Regions from separate parts of the Sus scrofa genome. Here all the other regions are linked to region 4. Evidence: chromatin contacts called from public Hi-C and HiChIP or PLAC-seq data. All regions are on one chromosome and are shown on one strand. The core of a region is the stretch at or near the end of the contact, and the rest is flanking DNA. Distances in the headings are between cores, read along the strand shown.

What was found. A called contact is a pair of places that touch in the nucleus more often than the background predicts. HiChIP or PLAC-seq counts read pairs in DNA pulled down with a chosen protein or histone mark.
Region 1: a contact with region 4 is called in an H3K27ac HiChIP or PLAC-seq map of skeletal muscle, with 10 times the contacts expected there. The contact joins the promoter of CDH15 here to the promoter of APRT in region 4. A contact is called at or near these places in 2 of 5 promoter capture datasets (fetal liver and skeletal muscle), 11 of 47 Hi-C or Micro-C datasets (embryonic fibroblasts, epiblast stem cells, fetal heart ventricle and 7 more) and 2 of 2 datasets of contacts at active chromatin or transcription factors (alveolar macrophages and skeletal muscle).
Region 2: a contact with region 4 is called in an H3K27ac HiChIP or PLAC-seq map of alveolar macrophages. The contact joins the promoter of ZC3H18 here to the promoter of APRT in region 4. A contact is called at or near these places in 1 of 47 Hi-C or Micro-C datasets (liver) and 1 of 2 datasets of contacts at active chromatin or transcription factors (alveolar macrophages).
Region 3: a contact with region 4 is called in a Hi-C map of mesenteric adipose tissue, with 1.9 times the contacts expected there. The contact joins the promoter of ACSF3 here to the promoter of APRT in region 4. A contact is called at or near these places in 2 of 5 promoter capture datasets (fetal skeletal muscle and liver), 3 of 47 Hi-C or Micro-C datasets (embryonic fibroblasts, heart right ventricle and mesenteric adipose tissue) and 1 of 2 datasets of contacts at active chromatin or transcription factors (alveolar macrophages).

Annotation. Positions count from the first base shown.
Region 1 is chr6:650,953-654,566 of Sscrofa11.1, forward strand. CDH15 (cadherin-15) reads right to left here and starts at 1,308. Exons shown (of 14, transcript XM_021093622.1): 1 at 1,041-1,308. The coding sequence starts at 1,082.
Region 2 is chr6:1,079,728-1,083,049 of Sscrofa11.1, forward strand. It overlaps ZC3H18 (zinc finger CCCH domain-containing protein 18), which reads right to left and starts at 1,814. Exons shown (of 18, transcript XM_021093665.1): 1 at 1,618-1,814.
Region 3 is chr6:707,228-710,357 of Sscrofa11.1, forward strand. ACSF3 (acyl-CoA synthetase family member 3, mitochondrial) reads right to left here and starts at 1,573. Exons shown (of 11, transcript XM_021093626.1): 1 at 1,469-1,573.
Region 4 is chr6:888,076-891,695 of Sscrofa11.1, forward strand. APRT (adenine phosphoribosyltransferase) reads left to right here and starts at 2,197. Exons shown (of 4, transcript XR_002344435.1): 1 at 2,197-2,964; 2 at 3,067-3,620. GALNS (galactosamine (N-acetyl)-6-sulfate sulfatase) reads left to right here. Exons shown (of 14, transcript NM_213955.1): 14 at 1,187-2,062. The coding sequence ends at 1,273.

The DNA of each region.
Region 1 (3,614 bases), core at 58-2,557, 240 kb before region 4:
TGGGCACCCAGCAGAGGGCTCAGGGGCTCAGGTGGAGCGTGGCGGCCAGGCCGTGCCGGCTGAGTGACCAGTTGGGAGCAGCAGGCGCCATCTCCACTGGGGCCGGTGAGAGGACCCCAGGGCAGGGCTGGCATGGCTGGGGTGGTGGGGCCGTGTGCAGGAGGGGCCGGCTGGTGGGCACCCCAGCACCTGCCAGGGGCTGAGAACTGAGCTGGCCAGCGAGCCCGGGATTGGGGGCCCTCACAGCGTCCACACTGCCTCATGGGTCTGGAGCTGGAACGGCAACACATCTGCTCAAGTCTGGGAGGTCTGAGGCCGTTCTCGCAGGCTGGCCCTCAGCGGTGACCCTGGCTCAGCTGGGTCTGCTGGGGCAGGAGGCCGCCTGCCCCACTCCCAGGTGAGTCCTGGCGCCTGCCCAGCAGCCTAAGGCATCGGTGGTTCCACCCAGCGGGTGGCCATGTGGGGAGCTGGGTGGTCCTGCTCCTTCCACCTCTCCTGTGCCGGCGTGGCGTGGACCAGCTGAGGGGTGGGCAAGTTGGGGTTCCTTAGGATGTGTGGAGGGTGGCCCTGTGGGGGCTGGAACTGGGGTCTCCTGGACACAGGGTGCTCCCAAGGAGAAGGGGTTCCTGGAGCCAAGAGCCAGCACCTGCCCTACCGCCTGGACCCGTGGGGGCTCCGGCTCCACCCGAAGCTAGACTCGAGAGGAGCAGCTCATGGCGTCCCTAGGAATCTGGCCTCCAGGCTTTTCCAGCTGGGGGTGCTCCGGCGCTCCCTTCTCCCCCTGCCACCCCCCAAGGCTGAATACCCTAGACCTGATCCGCGGGCGGCACCCCCGTTTGGCTCGGAGTTCTCTCCAGCAGAGGCTGCTACACTCACCCCGGGAACGTGGCGCGAGCACCCTGACCGTGCTGCCCCGCCCAGGACCCTCCCGGGCCCCTCAGCTCACGGGCCCCCAAGAGTGCCCAGGGCCACTGGGCCCAGACGCCGGGATGCCCGCTTCAGTGCGGGGGCAGGGACCTCGAGCGGCGCCGGAGCCTTACCTGGGCCAGCAGCCCGAGGGCGAGGAGAAGCGCGGCGTCCATGGGTCGGCGGTGGGGGTCCGGCCGAGTGTCCGGCCGGCCGGCGGGAGCGGCGCCTATTGCTGGACGGGACCCGGCTGAGTGACAGCACAAGTGTGCGGCGGGCGGGGCCGAGCGAGTGATAACACGTGTGCGGGGGCGAGGCTGGGCGGGGCCAGGCGGGGCCTGGGAACTAAGTGAGGGCACGTGGTGGGCGGGGCGGGCCAGGGGGCTGAGCGACGGCACGTGCGCGGGGCGGGACTTGGGGGCCTGAGTGACGGCACGTGGTGGGCGGGGCGGGCCAGGGGGCCGAGCGACAGCCCGGGCGCGGGGGCGGGGCGTGGGGCTGAGTGACAGCACATAGTGTTCCCCACGTGTGGGGCAGAGCAGGGGTCAGGCAGTGACCCAAGCTGGATGCCTGGCTCCAGGGTCAGGCCGTGGAGCGGCGGAGGCGGGCAGAAAGGCAGCGGTGGTGGGGCTGAATTAGGGACCAGAGTGGAGTCCCTCTGTCTGAGCACCAGGCAGGCTCCTGTCTCAGGGCCTTTGCACTGGCCGCGCCCTCACCAGAACTGCTTCTCCGACTGTCCCTAAGGCCAGCCGCTCGCCTCCCTGAGGGCTCGGATCACATTTGCTGTGTGTGGTCACGGTCTTCCCCCCCCCCCCCCGCGCGCGCTGGAGTGCAGCCCCCAGGGCTGCTTGTCGACTGCTGACCCACGGGGCTAACACACAGGAAGGACAGGGCAGCCCTGGCTGGTGCCCGGCCTGCCCTTCACCCAGAAGGTCTTCCTACTGCGGGATGGGCCATTATTGGGTTGGTGACTACTTGGCGAAGGGGAGCGAGGGTCTCTCTCCTGGCCCTGCACCCCTGACACCCCCCCCTTCCCCGCCCCATAGGGCGAGGAGAGCCTGGGCTGGGGAGGAGCAGTCACGGGCCTCTGCCCTCCTCTCCAGGTTGAGGGGCAGCTGAGCAGGTGCTGCGCCATCTGTGCCCTTGGCCTGCTTGGCCGGAGGCCAGGCTGCCGCGGGCGGCAGTGGGGGGCTCCAGCGTGACGCTGGCACTCACTGCTCTGAAGGCTCTGCAGATCTTCCAGCCACAGGATCTGAAATCCTGGGGCTGAGCGGCCCTGGAGCCACTGTCCTGCCTCTGAGGTCAGGGACGCCAGACCCTGGGTGGAGAAGCCCTCTGAAGCTTTGGGTTTCCGTCCCTGGTCGCAGTGCAGCAGGCGAAGTAGGGGGTCTGGGGGCTGGGCGGAGTCCCAGGGGCTGACCCCAGGCACCCCTCCCCCGCCTTGCTCCTGGCCTCCTGTCTCCCGCTCAACAGCCTCCGGGGTGTGAGCGTCTGCGGGGGCATGGGAAAGCTGGTCACAGGGGAGCCCCAAGGGCAGGAAGGGGCCGCTGGGGGAGGGCTGTGGTCCCCAGGCCGGTAGGGCCCCCCACGGCCCTGCTTCCTGGGCCAGGGCAGCCTGCAGTCGGTCCCATCTCTGGGCCCCACGAAGCACGTTCCCTTCACTTTTGTGGCCATTTCCTCCGTTTCCTCTTGTGACCCAGAGGAGGGATGGCTTCCCTGAGCCCCGAGGTCCCATCTGGTGCTGGTCCACCCCAGGCGGCAAGGGCCAGTTGGCCTTCCTTGCTAATGAGGGCCAGGCCCCTCCCCCAAAGCCCACTTTCCAGATGGGCTCTGGTGCCCCCTCCTGCGTACCAGGTGGCCAACACCAGGGTCCCACCTTTGACCTCCCTCAGGTCCTTGGTGCGGTGCAGGAGTGGCTGGAGCCCAAGGCGCTAGGGGCTCCCCATCCAACCTCGTGGGGAGCCAGGACCCCCCTGACCCTGGATGACCACCCCCCTCTTGGGGACACAGTTGGGCAGATGACCTGCGCGTCCACTCGGGCTGGAGTCTGGTCTACAGGCTGGCAATACGTATACACTGGGGTGCACCTGTGAGCTGGAAGGGCACTGGCCCCCCTGCTGGGGGAGGGGTGTAGGGGGTGTGGGAAGGAGGGGCCGGTGCCCTTGATAAAAGCGGGTACTGAGACCTCCAGCAGAGAAGTGAAGCTATTATTAACTTGAGAGAAGTATAAGTAGGTACATTAGGGGAGTTCCCATTGTGGCTCAGCAGGTTAAGAACCCAGCAAGTGTCCACGAGGATGTGGGTTCAGTCCCTGGCCTCTCTCAGTGGGTTAAGGATCCGATGGTGCCGTGAGCTGTGGTGTAGGTCGAAGACGTGGCTCGGATCTGGTGTGGCTGTTGCTGTGGCTGGGGGCGAAGCCGGCAGCTGCAGCTCTGATAAAACCCCTGGCCTGGGAACCTCCATATGCTGCAGGGTGGCCCTAAAAAAAAAAAAAGGACTACTGTAGTTATACAGCGAAATAAGAACTGTCCAGTGTGAAAGCAGGCAGGCTTACACCAAACTGGACACAAGCTACCCTGTCCTAAGGGCCAGATGTTTGGTGACACTCCGGCTACACAGGTGCCACCCAGATGGCCGAAGTCCCCTCCCTGAGCCTGTGAAAACACCCAGTTCCCTGACAGAAGGAGCTGACCCTGCGGCAAGGAAGG
Region 2 (3,322 bases), core at 564-3,063, 190 kb after region 4:
GGCAGCTGTAGCTCTGATTGGACCCCTAGCCTGGGAATCTCCATATGCCGCGGGTGCAGCCCTAAAAAGCCAAAAAAAGAAAAAAAAAAAAAAAAAAAAAAAAAGAAAATGCAGAATCAGGAGTTCCCGTCGTGGCGCAGTGGTTAACGAATCCGACTAGGAACCATGAGGTTGCGGGTTCGATCCCTGCCCTTGCTAAGCGGGTTAACGATCCAGCGTTGCCGTGAGCTGTGGTGTAGGTTGCAGACGCGGCTCGGATCCCGAGTTGCTGTGGCTCTGGCGTAGACCAGTGGCTACAGCTCCGATTGGACCCCTAGCCTGGGAACCTCCATATGCCGCGGGAGCGGCCCAAGAAATAGCAAAAAAAAAAAAAAGACAAAAAGAAAATGCAGAATCATAACTTCATAGACTTAAAACATCCAAAGGAAGGATGTGTGGGTTGGTGACAGACACTGTCCCCAACCTGACCAAGCCTGACCCCAAATGACCCCTCAGGGAGGATGCACTCACTCACCTCGAGATGATCAGTGAAAAAGGAAAAAAAAAACAAACCCAAAAACTCTTCTGCTCTCGGGAACGATTCCACAAAGTTTTCATAAAATGTTTCACCATCTCCCACCTCAAATTGGAGAGGCTGAGGGGTTTTAACCTCTGGGACACATCTGAATGGTTTCAGAGCTGGCTGGGCTCCACACATGTGTTCAGACTGTAAAATCACTAGGAAAAGACTTCCTGTTGGGGAAATGGGAATCAGCCCAGGTCCAGACTCACCCTGAGAATCCCAATCTCCGCTCTGGGAAAGGACCACTCCAAAGGCAACGTGAAGATGAGAAACCAAGAGAGCCACTGCTGTGCCCCCAAAAGCCCTCTCCTTCCATTCTCCCCAAAGAGATCCGAAGGCTGATCTACTCTAACAGATGGAGCTGAACAGCTCACTTAAGATAATCGACCATTCTACCTGGCCAACTCAGCTGTCGTAAGAATTCAGGAAAACTTGAAGTTTTCGCAGGAGCAAAGCCGGAAGTCTTAAAGTCTGACGTCCCCCCAGCAATGACCCGGCATCCTTTGGGCTCCTTACCAAAGGAAAGGAAGTTTACTCCAAAGAGTGGCGCGCATCTTGGGGCGCAGCGCATAGGTCCAACCTGTGCCACCGGGAAGCCGAGGGGGCAAGTTCCAAGAGGCTCGAGAGAGTTCAAAGCTCCTGAAGAGCCCATCCCCAGTCCGGAGGGTGAGCCTGCGTGCCTCCTTCCGCCGCCCCCTCCCCCGGTCTTTGTAGGCGGCAAACACTGCCACGCGGATGTCCCGGAAGAGAAATGACAGCTTCGGGAGATCAACTCCACGGCGGGCGCGGAGGCAGCCGCCGTGCGCTCGGGCTAAAGGGTTCCAGGGTCCCCGGCCGGCTCGCAGCGAAAGGAGCGCAGGATCGTGCCTGAGTCAACGTCCTCTTCCTGGGGCTCGAGAACCACGCTTCGGCCGCGGGCAGCCTGGAGCGCTCCCCGGAGGCGGAGGCGGCGGGGCTCCCCGGCCTCCGCTCCGCGCCGCCGCCACGCTCCCCGCCCGGCCGCCTCGGCCTCCTCCTTCTACCCGCCCCGCCTCCGTGGTGGCGCCACCACTTACCTTACGAGAGCAGGGAGGGGGGGCCACGGCTCCGCGGAGGTCGGGGCGGCGTGGGGAAGTCGTCCCTCGACCCTTCCGCTCCTCACAGGCTCCGGCTTGAGGCGCGACGCGGGCGGAACAAACGGGCTCCACTACCCGCGGGGGCCGGCCATTGTGCGACGTCATCAGGCCGCGACGGTTGTCCTGCGGGCCGGGCGGGCTTACCTCTCTTGCCCCGCCCTCCGCCCGCTTCCTTCCGGCCTCCGCGCAGCTGCCTCCTCGCAGCCCCGCCCCCGCGGCGCGCGCCCGCCTGAACCCGACAGGACGCAGGCGCGGCCGAGGCCCCGCCTCCCGGGCGGGTCTCAGGACGCGCGCGCCGGCCGTCGTGCGGCTGGGAGAGCTTCCCGGGCCTCCGGGTCACGTGACGCGTGAGCGCCGGCGGGTTCCCGCCCCGCTGTGCGAGCTGCGCGCGGAGATGGGTCCCGGGGAGGTGGGGCGAAGAACTTACCTGCCCCCTTCCGGGTGGGGAGCTTCCGCGCAGGGGGGCTGCGCACCCAATCCAAAGTTAGTCCTTTCAGGGAAATGAGTTTATTTTATTTTTAATCTTTTCAGGGCGCACCCGCGGCTTATGGAAGTTCCCAGTCTAGGGGTCAAATCGGAACTGTAGCTGCCGGGCTACACCACAGCCACAGGAACGAGGGGGCAGAGCCGTGTCTGCGACCTGTAGCACAGTTCACTGCAGTGCCAGATCCTTAACCCACTGAGCGAGGCCAGGGATCGAACCTGCTTCCTCAGGAATGCTAGTCAGATTCCTTTCTGCTGAACCACGACGGGAACTCCAGGAAATGAGTTTAAATAACGAAGATTAAACTTTTTAAACTGTTTTGGGGGGATTAAATCCCCCCTTCCGTTAGATAGAATCAGTTCAAAACAAAATGATCATTTTCGAGATAGCGAGTTAAAATGTCAAAGCCTAGGAGTTCCCGTGGTGGCACAGCGGAAATGAATCTGACTAGGAACCATGAGGTTGGGGGTTTGATCCCCGGCTTCGCTCAGTGGGTTTACGATCCGGTGTTGCCGTGAGCTGTGGTGCAGGTCACAGACGCGGCTCGGATCTGGCTTGCTGTGGCTGTGTCGTAGGCGGCAGCTGTAGCTCGGATTAGATCCCTAGCCTGGGAACCTCCATCCTGAGGGTGTGGCCCTAAAAAAAAAAAAAAAGTCAAAGCTGAAACATTTGAAACTATTTCTGTGTAACTAAATAGCTATTGCTTTATCAAATATAACTGATCCAACACAAAACAATCATTTTTGAGATACTGAGTTTAAATGTCAAAGCTTAAACTTTTTAACTATTCCCAATGTTGTTTAAAGAGAAACAGCTCTGATTAGACCCCTAGCCTGGGAATTTCCATATGCCTTGGGAGTAGCCGTAAAAAGACAAAAGACAAAAAAATAAAAAATAAAAAAAATTTTTTTAAATTAAAAAAATGAAAACAACAGCCCCAAAATGGAGTCACTTATGCTAAGCCTAACCAGACTTCATGACTAATCTAATTGAAATTTCAGCCCCTCCCAGGAGTGGAAATTTAAATCCTTTAGTCTGGAGCTTTCTGGTCAGCACTAGGGAGTAATCTGCCTAAGACCCCTTGCCTCCCCCTAAAGGAGGGTGACCTGGCCTGAAGTAATCCAGCCTTTTAATGTCGTTGTACCTATAAAAGCCTCCATC
Region 3 (3,130 bases), core at 323-2,822, 180 kb before region 4:
TCTCGAAGCCGGTGGCAGCCCAGAGCACGGAGACCTAGAGTCTGGTGCACGGGCGCCTCCTCCCGGGAAAGCCGCATCTGAGCTCAGACTCCTCCAGGAGGCGGAGCCCAGACGGAGACTAACCGTCAGGATCTCGGGTCACACCGCCGACCCCACACAGCCCTCTCAGGACGCGTGCCCAACGCCAGGAAGGTGGCAGCTGTGCCGGCCTAACCAGGGTGCGGGAAGGAGCACAGGTTTGTGAGTCCAAACACAGCAGACTGAAAGAGCCCCCCGTTCTTCCTGCCCAAGCCTTCGTTTCCAAGTCTGCGCAGGGATGATAACAAGACCGGCTGCAGAGGGTGCCCGTGGGAACCAGCCCGCGGCAGAGGAGGAAGCAAGCGGCTCTGCCGTCTTCACCACCATGTTCGCCAGGAGACGCAAACTACTTGATAAGAATGATACTTGCATTCAAACGAAGGTGGCTGGTTTCGAAATGAATAAAACGGCACCTGATGGACCAGCGCCACCCGCTCTCCCCCACCCCCGGGGGAGGTATGGGCTGGGGGAAGGGGCCGCACTCTCCCTCTGGGCAGGACACTAGTTTCAGCCTGCGGTTTGGGGTTGTTTCCAAAGTTACGTTTTTAAGTGACAGGCATTCACACTGCATTCATGAGCACTGCATTCAAATCAAACAACCAAAAGGGAAAAACAAATTCTTAAACCCATATCCATATTAGGAGGTAAAACATTATTTTAAAGATGCCGTCAGAAGGATGAAGCTGACTCTCCTAGGCCTGTCGTTTAATCCACAGCTGCTGTCTGCTTTGAACAGTGGTTCTGGGACTTGGGCCGGGGGGGGGGGCATAGCAGGCATTGGAAAGGTCGCTAGACTCGCGTTTCACACAAGAACCTCCCGCAGGCCACCTGACGCCCACTGGGTGCGTCTGTGCTCCTGGGCCCAGCACTGGTGCCCCTTCCCAACTGCCGAGGCCCCTGACACACATCTCCCTCCCACCTGTACGCTTCAAACATGTGTTTCCTGTTCCCACCTTTCACTGTTCCCCTTTCTCCTTTCGGCAAACTCCTACTCATCCTTCAAAACCCGACTCAGTATCACCTCCTCTTTAGTCTTTCCGGGAAGTTGGCTGCTCACAAGGCCTCCCCAAAACCTCCGACTTAACATTCTGCCTTTGTTTACATACAGACCTGCCCACAGGAGCTGGGCATCTGCACCTAACGCTGCACGAGCAAGCCCACGGGGGCGAGGCCGGGGGTAAAGGTACTTCAAGGAGGCTTCCTGCTGCCCAAAGAGGCCCCAAGCGGTCTGGTTTAGACTCGACAGACCAGATTCCCTGCAACGTGGCTGCACGCGGACCCTCCCACACCCGCGGGCCTCAGGTGCGCTCAGAGGCGCCAGCTCTCCAGGGCCAGCAGGAACCCCCGCGCCGCGGCCCCTGCGCCGGGGCGGGGGACGCGCGGGCTCTACCTCTGCCGGCCGGGCACGCACGCCTCCTCCTCGCCGGGTCGGAACCGGAACCGGAACGCGGAGCGCGCACCCTGCGTCCGTTGCCCAAGCGCGCCCCCCGGCGCGGCGCGGCGCGGCGGCGCGGGTTCCGGGCGCGAACGTTCCCCAGCCCGGCCGACCCGCGCGGCTCCAGACCCGGCGTCGCGGGGCGAGCGCGGCGGGCCGGCCACTGCGCGCTCCGGCCCGCAGACGACTGGGAACGCGCGCCGACGGCCCTAACTCGCTGCTGGGCGGAGCGGGGCACGGCGCCCATCGCCGGGACCGGGACCGGGACCGGAGGGCTCCCTAGAGGGAAAAGCCACTAGGCGCCTTCCCGCCGTCCTTCTTCCCCAGAGCCGGACCGGCGGCCCAACGCGAGGGAAGAGGGGCTGCGAACGCCCCGAAGCAGCAGGACGCGGGGAGCACGAGGGGGAGGGGTCGCCCCTGGGCCGCCGAGCGCTCAGGAAGAAAAAAGACAGGAAGGGACAGAGTCCAGACCGGGGAGGAAACGGCCAAAGAAAGAAAGGGACGTCCGCAGAGCTTCCAGGTTGGAGCGAGTGGCGGCGACTCAGCCTGGAAAAGCGTGGGGGGGGGGTGTCGACCCTAAACCGCCCAGGCGACACCCACGTGCACGTGCCCCGCCCGTCAACGCGCATCTTCCCTGCAGTGTTCTGAATTCTGTGTGCCCCCAAGTTCGTGTGTTGAAGCCCTAATCGCGCCACGTGATGGTGTTAGGAGAGGGGCCTCTGGGAGGTGACAGGTCATGAGGGGGCTGAATGGGATCAGGGTTCCTAAAGGTGAGACCCCGCAGGGCTCCCTGGCCCCTTCTCCATGTGAGGACACAGCAGGCAGCTGCCCTTGATCTTGGACTAAGAAGGCAAGGGGCAGAGGGGAGGGGCTAGGAGACCCTGGTTTCACATCCCAGTTGCTAAAATAGCCTCTTGCCAGGTCCTGCTTGCACCTGCCGCACTTCCTGGTCTGTTCCCAGCACAGCAGCCAGGTGACTCAGGTGACACTCAGACCCTGGTCAGACGCCAGTATCCTGGACTCCTGGGGCCCCCACCTGACAGAGGGGAGCAGTCATTCTCAGGAAGATGGCACAGGGGGAATATCTGGGGTGTCTGCTCGGAGAAGAGCTCTGAACCATCGAGGGAGAGCTTGGGGACAGAAAATGGTACGTACCTAGAACACTGATGAAGAAAAAGCAGGTGATGACAAAATCCTGGGAAAACCGCAAAGGCGAGGGAACCATGTAGCTCCGGGAGGCTTGGTGCAGACATGTGGTAACTAAGGGTTTCCACCTACATGCTGACATGCGGACACTGACCCTGCCCTCAAGCTGATCTAAGCCCGTCTAGGCAGACCCTCTGTGAGGCAGGAGGGACTCGGGCCCAGGAAGCGGGTGGGGGTGGAGAAGGAGAGGAAGCCTGGGGTGTCCATCGTAGGAACAAACAGGGACAGGGTGACCGTGACACTATTTGGACACAGGGAGGCAAAAATCAAGAGAATTAACCCCAAGTCGAGCCTCTGGTGGTTGGGAAGGAGAAGGCAGTCCGAACCTGTGATGACGATAAGTGGCATTAGACTATAAAGTACTTTGCGAAGGGGGAGGGCACGGGGAAGCCCCTCAAGGATGTCCACGTG
Region 4 (3,620 bases), core at 947-3,446:
CAGGCATTGCTGCCTGAATTCGCCGTCGTGGAGCAGGAGGTCCCTGAGGTGCCAAGAGCCTGAGAGACCTCTGCCCTTCCGAGCCAGGCTGTCCCCTGGGAAGCAATGTTGTCCCCACCCCAGACCGCCATCTCCCGCGGAGCCGCTTGGTGGCTCACAGATCGGAGGGGTTTTAGTGACGGGAGGGGCGCTGCCGCCACCTCCTGGGCAAGGCGGGAACTGCCGCAGCCCGGCCGCCCCCGAGCCGGGAAAGCGGAGCCCCCTCCCCAAGTGGGCGGAAGACCCCAGTCGGTAGGTTGGGCTCAGGCTCGGAAGTGAGCGCTGCCCCTGGAGAGGCGCACGGCCTCCGCCCCGAGTGGGCGTGTGCGCCGCAAAGCCTCCCCGGTCCCCTGCCCCGCTTGAGTCCTGCTTAGCCCCGCTCGCTTATCCGGAGCAGCCGGCGAGGGCTCCGGTGGTGTCCTCTGCTCCCAGGGCTGCAGCAGACCCCCTCCGTGACGCCAGCCCCGCTTCCTGCGCCCTCGCTGCCCCCCTCTGCTCTGCTTCCTGATCTACATCCGGCCCTGCAGGGTGGCCTGCGTGACCCCAGGGCCACCTGGCACCATCCAGGGCAGGAGAGGGCGTGACCCATGGCTCTCGCCGGCTCCGAAGCTCCGATTCTGTAACACAGGAGCCTCTGAGGGCCTGGCCGGGGACCGTTCTATGGATGACTGTGGACGGGGACACCTGGGTAGGGGGGACGAGGCGACACCACGAGGGCTTCCTCCCCGGGGGCATGAGAGTTCCCTTTCGTTGCGGGGAAAACATCGCCACACAAAGCAGGTGTGCCCGGGAAGGTGCTGGGGAGCCCTCACACAACAAGCAGTCTCTCCCTGGGCATCCGGGCCCAGCCTGCAGAGTTTTCCTTGGGAAGTCTGGGCCAGCGCCTCAGCAGCCTGGCTCCTTCTCTGCTACAGCGGCCGTGGAGGCCGAGGCTGTGCGCAGCTTGCTCACCCCTCCTGTTCAGCAGCAGACGGCCGTTAACAGCGGGCTGCTGGCTGCTGCGCCGGCCTCAGGCGCTGGGTTGCTTCCAGGCGGTGCCCGCTGGCTTGCACCCCACAGCTGTGGAGGTGGGGCAGGAATGGGAACTGCTGAGTCCAGAAGGGCTTAAATTAACTGCATGTTCTCTTTCTGAATTTTCATTCCCCAGAACTGGGCGCCCCCGGGCTGTGAAAAGCTGGGGAAGTGCCTCACGCCCCCGGAATCTGTCCCGGAAAAATGCTCCTGGCCCCACTAGCACCTGCTGGGCTGAAGCCACGTCCGGGATCTCCCCAGACCTGCAGCTGCCAGAGGCTCTGGCCTCTGGGCTCCAGGGCTGCCCTCTGCCCTGCCCAGTGCCAGCCTGCGCCACCTGCAGCCAGCAGCGGGACCTGCAAGGCCATGCCTGCGCGAGCCCGGGCCCTAGAGTCACTCCCTCTCAGCCTGCCGGATTCAGGCTGCCTGATTCTGCCACCTCTGGCCGCCATCAGCCCCTGAACCAGATGCTGCCTGTCTCACAGGCTCCCCCTCTGCTCCACCTGCCTTCCTGGCCGGACCGATCCAGGGCCCAGAGCGTGTGACTTGCTCTGGCTGCCCCAGCAGTCCGTGGTGTCAAGGAGGGTAGCTGTGCCAGTCCTGTGTCACCCCTTGCCATTATGCAGGGGGGGTGCCCTGGCCCCACCCCCCATGATGGGGGTTTGTGAACATGGACGGGGGAGCAGACCAAGATCCTCCCTGACCTGGATCCTCGGCAGCCAAGGCTTCCCGAGGCCGGTGGGGACAGCTGATGCCACCACCTCACCCCTGACGCCAGCACACTCTGGGCCTGTCAGTGCCTCACAGCTGCCCTGCTTGCCCTCCTCCCCTTGAGCCCAGGGTGGCAAAGCTTGACGATGAGCCTGGGCAGGTCTGTGCAGACTCCAGCCACCCCACCCTGAAAGCCTGGGGACCATATTTCCATTCTGCAGGTTGTCAGGCCAACTCTGCTGTTTTTAAGACTTGGGAAATTTTGAAAAAGCAGTTCTAGAATACAGGAACAGGCATTTTAGCTCTGGTTTGTTTTCTTTTTAGTGAGATGCGCTTTGGGGGCAGTTGTTGCCTCTGGTATGGTGGGGGCTGGAGTGGGCCGGGCCAAGCATCCCCCCCACTCCCCCGCTCCCCCGCTCTCCCAAGAGTCCAGCAGGTCTGGGAAGGGCTTCCACTTCTCCCTCGCCCCTGCCCAGGCCATTGGTCCTTCGAACTGCTCACCGCCTCGGGCCCTCCCCTCAGGCTTCCGCACCGCTCTCCTGCTCTGAACCCCTCCTCGGTTCCCCAGGCACTCGGCGCGCTCCTGGGGGAAGGCCCGGGCCGTGCCCTGTGTGCACACGCGCCCGGAATGCGCCCCGCCTCCCCGCCAATCCGCCCCGTGCGCGCGCCCCCCTCGCAGAACGCTGCAGGCGCTGAGCCGAGACCCGGGAGGGAAGGGAAAGCCGGTGCCCGCCCGAAACCTGGGGTGCCGGCCGTAACCACACCAAAGACCTGCGAGCAAGCGCCCTCGACTCGGACAAAACCTGATGAGGCTTTCCCCGAGAGCCCGGCCGGGCCCGCGCAGACGTCCCTGGGGCGGAGACGCCTCTGAGGAAACTAGCTCGAGTCTCAAAAAGGCTGGCACCTGAGATTCGATGAAATACGGTACTTCCTCCAGGGGCCGGCGGGCTCCGCCCCTCGGGCGCAGCCCCTCCCCGTGGCGCCCAGCCCCGCTCCTTCCGCACAGGCGCGGGATCGCGGAGCTCGCGCCCCGCCGCGCCCCTGGCGCTCCGCCCACCCCTCCTGCGCAGGCGCGGAGCCGCCGGGCCCGCCGCTCGTGCTCAGGACACGCGCGAACGCGGCGATGGCGGATCCTGAGCTGCAGCTAGTGGCGCGGCGTATCCGCAGCTTCCCCGACTTCCCCGTCCCCGGCGTGCTGTTCAGGTACGGGCAGCCGGGCCACGTGGGGCTGCGCGGCCCGGGCTGTCGGGGCGCGGGGGGTTCCGCGTGGGCTTGAGAGTCACCAAGCCCGTCCTTGCGTGCCAGGGATATCTCGCCTCTCCTGAAGGACCCCGACTCCTTCCGCGCCTCCATCAGTCTGTTGGCGAATCACCTGAAAAAGGCCCACGGGGGCAGGATTGACTACATCGCGGGCAAGTGGAGCGGCCGGCGTCCGCCGGGTCCCCGCGGCTGCTCACCGCTGTCACGCCCCGTGAGGGCGCAGCATCGGGGGCTCTTTTTCTTGGGCAGGGCAGGCGCGGGGAGGGTGGTCCCACCGCTTCTGCTGGCGGGAGGACGGGGGCGGCGTGTCGGGGGTCCTTCGGGGAACCCGCCGGGGCCGCGAAGGCGTGTGGGTTGTCATAACAGGCCTGCTGCCCCCCCTGGCAGCTCGGAGAGGGGTGGTAGCCCCGCACCCCCGGGTTCCCGGTCCCCAGCCCTGGAAAGGTGGGGCCGCAGGGAACTGCCCTGGGAATGTGCCCAGAATCCACCGGGGCCAGCCCGCTTTCCCGTTCCCCTTCTGTCATCGCGTATTGCGCGCACGCAGACCCTCGCCCCGGTGGAAGGTTTTAGGCAAGCCCAGGCCTGGGAGGACCCTGGCA